2 separate regions of the Mus musculus genome follow, and region 2 is linked to region 1. The links are chromatin contacts, called in public Hi-C maps. All regions are on one chromosome and are shown on one strand. Each heading gives the region's core, a stretch centred on a gene start, on an enhancer-like site or on the middle of the called end of the contact. The rest is flanking DNA. Distances are from core to core; before and after follow the strand shown.

What was found. Hi-C and Micro-C count contacts between places; a contact is called where the count stands out from the background.
Region 2: a Hi-C map of bone marrow-derived macrophages shows a contact between it and region 1, with 21 read pairs. The contact joins two enhancer-like sites. A contact is called at or near these places in 8 of 484 Hi-C or Micro-C datasets (B cells, CD8 T cells, Th17 cells and 3 more), 3 of 115 datasets of contacts at active chromatin or transcription factors (bone marrow-derived macrophages, embryonic stem cells and regulatory T cells) and 3 of 9 other capture datasets (adipose tissue, bone marrow-derived macrophages and liver).

The regions. Positions count from the first base shown.
Region 1 is chr11:34,425,591-34,429,775 of GRCm38.p6, forward strand. All of the region lies in intron 27 of Dock2 (dedicator of cyto-kinesis 2), which reads right to left. Among named protein-coding and RNA genes, the nearest start is that of Gm29887, 79 kb to the right of the region's middle. Within about 2 kb of position 1,856, at least 8 of the 459 cell types and tissues checked have an H3K27ac peak or open chromatin away from gene starts, as enhancers often do. A contact at or near this core is called in bone marrow-derived macrophages, where this site is marked.
Region 2 is chr11:34,813,336-34,817,520 of GRCm38.p6, forward strand. It overlaps Spdl1 (spindle apparatus coiled-coil protein 1), which reads right to left. Exons shown (of 12, transcript NM_027411.2): 11 at 1-339. Among named protein-coding and RNA genes, the nearest start is that of Spdl1, 18 kb to the right of the region's middle. Within about 2 kb of position 1,701, at least 2 of the 459 cell types and tissues checked have an H3K27ac peak or open chromatin away from gene starts, as enhancers often do. A contact at or near this core is called in bone marrow-derived macrophages, where this site is marked.

The DNA.
Region 1 (4,185 bases), core at 606-3,105:
AAATACAAAATATTATCTCTTTAATAGTTGAGACGAGAATTAAAGAGTAAAATCAAAATGTAACTCAAAGCATCAATGTTTATAAATTCAGAGTGCTGGCCCTGACTTCCTCCACTAACAGGTACCCCAGGGTCTGACAACAGGTAGATGAACCTCAGCCCAGGGGTCACTTACAGAATACTTACAGAGGATCTTCTCTGTGCCATGCCTGTGGCCAAGGACACTGTGAAAATGCACTTGAAGACCTGACCTCACAGACTGTGTGGTCTAATGAGGGCGTTTCCCACCCCACACACATCCCTCCCCCTCCCCCCACCGCGCCCCCGAAGTGAGCAGAGGTCACTCTACCTGGATGTCAAACCACTTTGATCTGAAGATGAAGGTGTAAATCCTGCTGGGACTCTGTCCATCATCCTGCCCTTCCCCCCACTGTGTAGTAAACTCCTTGAGGGAGCCTTTTGAGGTACATAGTTGGCTAAATCATCCCCGATTTGTGTCTGTAATTGTACGCATCACCACTACCCCAGAGCGCAGATGCTCACTTCCATAGCAAACAAGGCTCATAACAGGTCTCCAAGCTAACATTTACACCCTAACCTCAACCTCTTGCTAGCTCCTTTCCTATCTCATCATCTCTTGAGAAGTCAGAGGGTATTAAGTACCTGTGGGCGAATCTTCGTTCACTACTGCCCGGAACACCATCCATCACCCATCTTTCACGGGGAATAATTTGTACTCTGAGGGAGGATAAAAGTTGGGGTTCACAATATACTGTTAATAAGTGATGATTTCAGCAGAAGCCTGGAATCTCAGCATCTCTGAGACCAAGGCAGGAAGACAACAAGTTCAAAACCAGTCTGGGCTACAAAGTGAGGCTCCATGGCAAATCAAAATCAAAACCAAACAACAACGACAACGACACAGTAATCATGAGCTCTCTGTTTCCTCCACCTGACAGTGGTAATGACCAGCACTTGTCTGCTCCCTCCCATTTACTCCTCAAGCATTTCCTACAAGGTATTTACGACAAGTGCCACTTTTCAACCGAATGAATGGAGGCAGGAGAGAGGAGCCATTTGTCAAAGCAGAAGATATGGAGAGTGGGAAGGGGGTGTTGGGGGATAGGGATCTTTTAAGGTCTGCCAAAATTGGGAGCCAGGTCCCTTGAAACACCTATGACAACAGCAAACACCAAATTAAACATGGTCTTCTCTTTGCGACTTTCTCTTTCGCTCCTATCCCTGGTCCCTGTTGGTCACTCCATCCTGAGTGCCCACGGCACTGCACAGGATGCCGGTTTTTCACATTACATTGGGATTTCTTTCATCAATCTCTCATGTTCCTCTCCACTAGGAAGCAGTGTCCTTGGAGACAGGAGTTGTCACTCCATCCCTGGGAGCCTCCACAGGCATCCTATGTCATGTGAAAGACCACATATTGCAGTGTAAGTTCTGCTGAGTTGAATGAGGAGAAAATGTGGCCATGGAGAAGAAAAACTAGGGGCCAAGGTCAGATCCTGCCTGCTGCCGCCTTCCCCCCATCTTTCAAATAAAGCCCTGGGCTCTCCTGGCTTCAAATGACGTTTAGAAGGTAAGAACACACGCAGGAAGAGGCTTCAGGAAGCGGGTTTTCTCTGTAATTCCTATTTTTAAAGAAATGGTGCTTGAGGATTTTTTTTTTTTTTTGATCATAAAAAGAAAGTGAAGTTATTTCAGAAAAAAAGAAATGAAACTCAAGAAATCTGCAATTCCTGAGTGCACCGAACTCGGGAAATGCTGAATGGGGTTAGTGCCTGGGTCTGGCCTCTGGGAGGCCATGGGGTCTGCTGAGAACTGGACTTCTCCTTCCCAGACCTCAGCCCCCTGATGACTTCCCTGCTGTCCTGTTCCTACCGCCCTTCCTACGCACTGAGTCACTGAACATGATTGTTTATTGGAGAAAGCCCTGGTGGATGCCACTTAAAGACAAATGGGTGCCCTGGATGAATCTGACAACAAGTCTAGAAAGGTGGGTTTGATTGTGAAGGGCCACTTGACAGAATTAATTCCTTCAAGTAACTCAAGAAGAGCTGTGTCCTAGTGGGGACAACAGGGACCTGAGGCTCATGCCTCTTTCATTACAGTGGTTCCAGTGGTCTGTTCTTTCTCCATGGGGAGTCATCCTTAGGGGATAAGCCATTAGCAAGTAGTTCTTATGGGCTCCTTAATAGTGTGGGAGAGGATTGCTATAAAGGCCGGGGAGTTTGGTGCCACCTCTTTCTCTGTTTTCTAGCTTGGTATATGGCCACTTGCTGTGGCATCCGGTATCACCAGAGCCCTTAGATCTTCATGTAATGAGTGAAAGAAGAGAGGGGCTGGGCTCTAGAGTCTCCACCATATGGACAGTTTAAACCTTTGCTATTTTATAACTAGCCTGCTTTAGGTACTTTGTTATAGTAATGCAAAGCTGACAGACACACCCTGCATCTTAATGTTCACTGAACATCCCAACAAAGGGCCATGAAATCTTCTGATCCTGTCATCATGTCAAGTCAGGAAAAAGGACTTGAACATGAAAGATAACAACAACAACAACAACAACAACAACAAAGGACCAGCAAGATGGTTTAGTGCTTAATGGGGCTTGTGACCAAGTCTAACCATCTGGATCTCAGGAACACACAGTGGGAGAAATAGACACCTGCAAGTTGTTCTGTGACTGCATGATCATATGTATGTACACATACACACACAAGATATAAATAATGTAATTTAAAAGAAGAAGGAGGAAGAAGAAGAGGAAGAGGAGGAGGAAGAGGAGGAAGAGGAGGAGGAAGAGGAGGAGGAGGAGAAGGAGAACAATAACAACAACAACAACAACAACAACAACAACAACAACAGCATCAGCAACAGCATCAGCAACCACCACCACCCAGTTCTTGCTTCTCAAGGGCCTGCTATTTGTTAAGGCTGATGCTTTGCAAACAAAGGAACTAAGGGACCAAAGCCATTAAATGGGCTCCTCAGGCCTTGAGAGAACTATGGTATAGTTCCCCACTTGTCAGATCCCTTCAGAATCCACAGCTTGCTTCACTGCCCGTAGAAAACAATGCTGACTGAGATGGTGGTCAGCCAAGGCCAAGGGCAGACATTTTGTTCTAAAGACTGTCCCCAGTGCCGGGAAACAGCACAAGAGATTCTGCAGAGTCTTATCTTTAAGAACACACTTAAAGTCACTTGCCCCAAATCAGATTTGCATAGCTCCACTAACACAAGCCAAAAGGCACTGGGCTATTTGGAGATAATTTTGTTAAAACTTCAATGACATAATAGTGCATTTCCCAGCATTTGCTGAATGATTCCCACATTCTCTCTCTCTCTCTCTCTCTCTCTCTCTCTCTCTCTCTCTCTCTCTCTCTCTCTCTCTCTCTGTCTTCCTTTCCTGGTGCTGAAAGCTATGTCCTTACGTGGCCAGTGATGGTCCCACTGGGGTACCAGTTTGCCCAGGTCCGAAGCTGACCTGCTCTGCAGCACCCCAAGGTGAAGGTCCACACGTCAAGTGGGGAAAATCCTTGGTGGTAGTAATATGAGCCTCAGTTTACCAAACAGGGCATTGTCCCCACATAGGCTGCTCCATGGACAGACCAAGGAAGAGGCAAGCCAGTGAATCTCTTCCGAATTCCCATCTCTGAGGCTGATGTGGGACCAGAAGGATAATCCTGAGGATGAACCAGGCTCTTCTTCAACCTGTCAAAAAGAACCCTTTCACGGCGCTGGGGCAGAACTGCAGAATTTTATAGATGGAAGATCCTTAAAGGGAAGTCTGGAAGGAAGCAGGGCTTTTCTTACCTATTTTTAAACTCAGACCTTTTAGAAATCTCATTATCCTCTTGTCCTTTGGATTGGTTTGCTCTTTCCATTAAGTCACCCTCCCCACACCCCGAGGTTGGACTGAGCATCTGCTTCACTCGAAGTCCTTGACAGGAGAACAGGAACCCCAACCATATAAGGACACAGCTCCTTCCCCCGGGAGTCAAGGCTTGCTATGGAACACAGGTGGGAAAAAAAGAAAATCCCACTCCAGTGTGGAAATCATGCAATTGCAACATCTACAGGTCACCAAAGACGATGCCTAAGAAATGGAAGACCACAAGACAGAATAGGCAACGAGTCATACACACACCAAGAGTTTCCTGGCCTGCACCCT
Region 2 (4,185 bases), core at 451-2,950, 390 kb after region 1:
TGGGGGTATTCCCACTTTGTTCATGTAAGACCTCAATGTTGGCCGGACTATCCACAAGCTTCACACACTTCTTCTCCTTCTTCGGCTGTGTATCCAGATGCAGGTTCTTATGAGGAGAGAGGCTGGCTGGCTGCACACATGAAGAGGCTGGCTGTTTCCACTGCACAGTGTTATCTTTTAAGCTATTAAGACAGGATTCCTCCTCCCTGTGAGGTGGGAGTCTAGAAACTCCATCCTCAGTGGCACTGGCAGCAGCTGTTTCTTCTGTTTCTTCTGGCGTGGTTATATTCAATGGCAGCACCTCGCGCCTCCTTTTGAGTACAGGTACTTCAATTCTCTCTGAAAAACAGTCATTAAAATATATGCTTATTGAATAAAACAAAGACACAACCCAAGGAAACTCAGTGAGTTATACATAAACTCATTTCTCTTTTTGGTACTCTGAAGATATACTTTTCTCTTTGATAAAATATATACTTTTAATTTTCATGTAAGTATATACTGCATGTTGAGCACCCCACACACGTGGTATGTCCCCATTTTCTTGGCTCTCCTTCCAGCCTCCTTCACTCTCCTGGTCATCTTCATTTCTGCTTCCTTCCTCTGTTTTCACCCCGTCTCTCTGGCAGGCACTCTTCACTGTTCTCTTTCTGTGGTCCAGGAAAGGACTCCAGGCTTTACCCTCGCTGAACTCCAGCTCGGGCCCCACACACCATCAACTCTGTCTTCTAAGACTATCTGCAATGTTTTCCTTGTCGATTCTGTAATCTAGAAAGCCCAGGCTGACCAGGATGTGCAGGTGACAGCAGGAATGCAGGCCATCTTCCTGAAACCTCTGGGAGGGAAGGCAGCAGTGGCCGAGTCCAGGAGTTCTGGATCGGGTCCCACACTGCAGCCAGGTGATCTCAGGCAGTAACTTCTCTGCACTTCGATATCTTTAAATTAAAGAACACCAAACCTGCTTCATTCAGTACTGTCTTGTAGAGATGAAATGAAGGATGGAACTCTGAATATTGGTAATGTATGCCTACTGGACTCATCTATAAAATATATTCAGATGCTGGCCACTTGTGTGATGCACGTTTCCCCAGTCCCAACCACACCCTGCCTCCCAGCAGCTACTGCAGAGCCCCTATCCTCATGGCCTACTGATCCCCTATGAGGGTCCCACAGCCACTCAGTGACTTGCCCTAATGCCTTCCTCCCACCGACACATCAATGTGCCCTTTCATTTTCAACATCAGCACATCAGCGGCCTGAGGTCCTGCACAGGAAGGCTCCCTGCTCGCGCTGCTGCTCTCAGGTCAGCCAGACCCCACCTCTCTTTTCCTCTGTGCTTCTCAATCACCCTGACTCCCACCACCTCGAGTCTTTGCTAGGTTGGCAGACCTTAGAAATTCATAATGGGTAATTTTTTCTTTTCATAAGGATAATATTTAATTGGGGTGGGTTATATGTTCAGAAATTCAGTCCATTATCATCAAGGCAGAAACATGGCAATGTCATAATGGGTGATTCTTAATCAGGGGAGCCTATTGGAGTCAAAGAGAAAAAAAAGGATAAAGACGCCTTTAAAAAAAAAAAAAAACTATAAAAAAAAATCTTTCTATTGTGAACACCTCCCCCTAGTGGTGAGACTTAATAGAGTTCCCAGAGATGACTGCCGAGTTAGGCAAAGGACCTGGTGAAGAATCCTTAAACCTAACATGTTAGTTAACCCAGCCTTCTGGGGAGGAGATGGGTCAGAAGCACAGAATTCATACATTTCTTAACACTGACTTTCTAACTTTCAACCTCTATACCATACAACCCACTGTTTGCAATAGATCAGCTGCAAAGACTGGATAGGCAGGCTATTTCCTGAGTAATTAGATGTAGGATATTTCCCCCATCAAAATGGACAGAACTCTGAGTCAGGAATGATGGCGCACAGCTTTAATTCCAGCACTTAGCAGGCATCAGCAGTAGGTTCTCGAATTCAAGTATGGAGTATACAACGAGTTCTACACTCACCAAGACTGCATATATAACTTTGAGAACCTCTCAAAGTTAGGAAGGGAGGGAGGGAGGGAGGGAAGAAAAAAGTCAAGATGAAAGGTGGAATAAGAATCTTTATTTCCATCAATTATCCTTCCAGATAACAAAAAATATAAGGAAAAAAACCAGTGAAAATTGAAGTAGATGACATAAACCACAGAACTGATCAACCAGAGTAAAGAATAGTGAGCTTTAAAGATAGGCTGCTTGAAAATAAAGAAGAAAACGAAAATGAGTGAGAAGGAAGAAAGAAAATGTCAGCATTTTAGGAGATACCATCCAAAGGTGTCCAGAAGAAAACTAGAGAATGACAAAAAGTGCAAAGTTTATCCAAAGGAATAACAGAAAACTCTATAAACCCAAGAAATGTAAAAAGATGGGAAGATCAAAAGTCTGGACAGAGTCAAATTCTCAAAGGTCAAAGAGAACATTCAAGAGCAGCACAGGGCAGGTGAGAGAATGGCAGCACTGCAGGGGACTTCAGATACTGAAGGGGAAAGCTGCCGGACACCCTTCCCTAATAAAAGCTAAAGGATGCTCAAAAGAAAGAGAAGATACCCCGGGCGGTGGTGGCGCACGCCTTTAATCCCAGCACTCCGGAGGCAGAGGCAGGCGATTTCTGAGTTCGAGGACAGCCTGGTCTACAGAGTGAGTTCCAGGACAGCCAGGGCTACACAGAGAATCCCTGTCTCGAAAAACCAAAACCAAAACCAAAAAATAAGAGACAATGCAAATGTGCACCATGAAACCATGCGAAGCTGGGGAGGAGGGACATGCTCAGTGGTTAAGGGCACTAGCTGCTCTTCCAGAGGACCTGAGTTCAGTTCCCAGCAACCATATGGCAGCTCACAACTATTCTTAACTCCGGTTCCGGGTTATCTGACATCTTCCGATCTCTGCAGGCACCAGGCATGTACATGGTGTACAGACAGACATGCAGACAAAACACTCATATACATAGAAATAAATTTTGAGTGTGGAAGAAGTATCTGAAGGTTTAACCCCTGAAATACTCAGAGAAAATCCTTGAATATTCAAAGTTGAGAGCCACAGCCCCTGTGCTCTCAGCAGGAAGATTTAAAAACACTAACAAAGGAACAATTCCAATCAATTCTTACAGGATAAGAAATATAAAATGATTTAAAATTTGACAACAAAACTAAAAACAAGAAGAGAAATGAAGCTAAGGGAAGGGTAGTTTGTTTTGGTTTTGCCTTTGTAGTGAAAACGGTCACAGCTCTGTTCAGCATAACTTGTTTTACATATTAAGAGGTTCTTTATGGGCTTCATGGTCATTATAAGTAAAAAGTTAAAATCTAAGGCAGGGAACCAAACGTAATGACTAAGAAACGTTACTCAGCAGTGAAGATGGTAGGAGAAAAGAAAGGAAGAAAAGGCACACTAGAAAACCAGCCGCAATGCAGCAGCAGCAGCAGGTTCTTAGTGGTCAGTAATTGCCCTGGATGCAGACGGATCACATAATCTAGTAAGACAGAGAGTAGCTGAAGGGATTACAAAAACAAGAGCAAATGACGATGCCAACACGAGACTTGGTCATCTACAAGGATATGCAGAGGCTAAAAATGAATGAATAAAGATGTACTCCACCAGAGAAAGTGAGATATTTGTCAAGTCAAATAAACTTCACATCAAAACCATAAGGCTGGGACATGGAGGAACAATAAAGGGGCCCAGACCAGGTCTGTAGTATAACTATACACAGAAGCATGCCATGCAGGCGTGATCAAATCTGTATTAGAGGGACAGCTGGACAAGCAACAACTGTGGAGGGCAACACCCCACTTACAGCCATGGAAGTCATCCAGATAAAATCAGCAACATGGTGCATTTCAAGTGTACTCTACACTTCAATGGAGCTGATACAAACTCACAAAACAGTCTATCCAACAGCTGTAGAATTCCCATCTTCTCTACTGCATATGAAGATCACATATTAGGAAAAAACCAATTCTGAACAGAAACGAACAAAAACCAAACCCAAACCCAGGTCCCATGAAATGTTTTCAGACCCCAAGGAAGGCAGCAATAGAAGGAACACGAGTACAGACTGAACAAAGAGCTGGGAAGTAACCAACCCCCACCACTCAGCTCATATGTTCACAACGTCAGAACATGGGACAGGGAAAG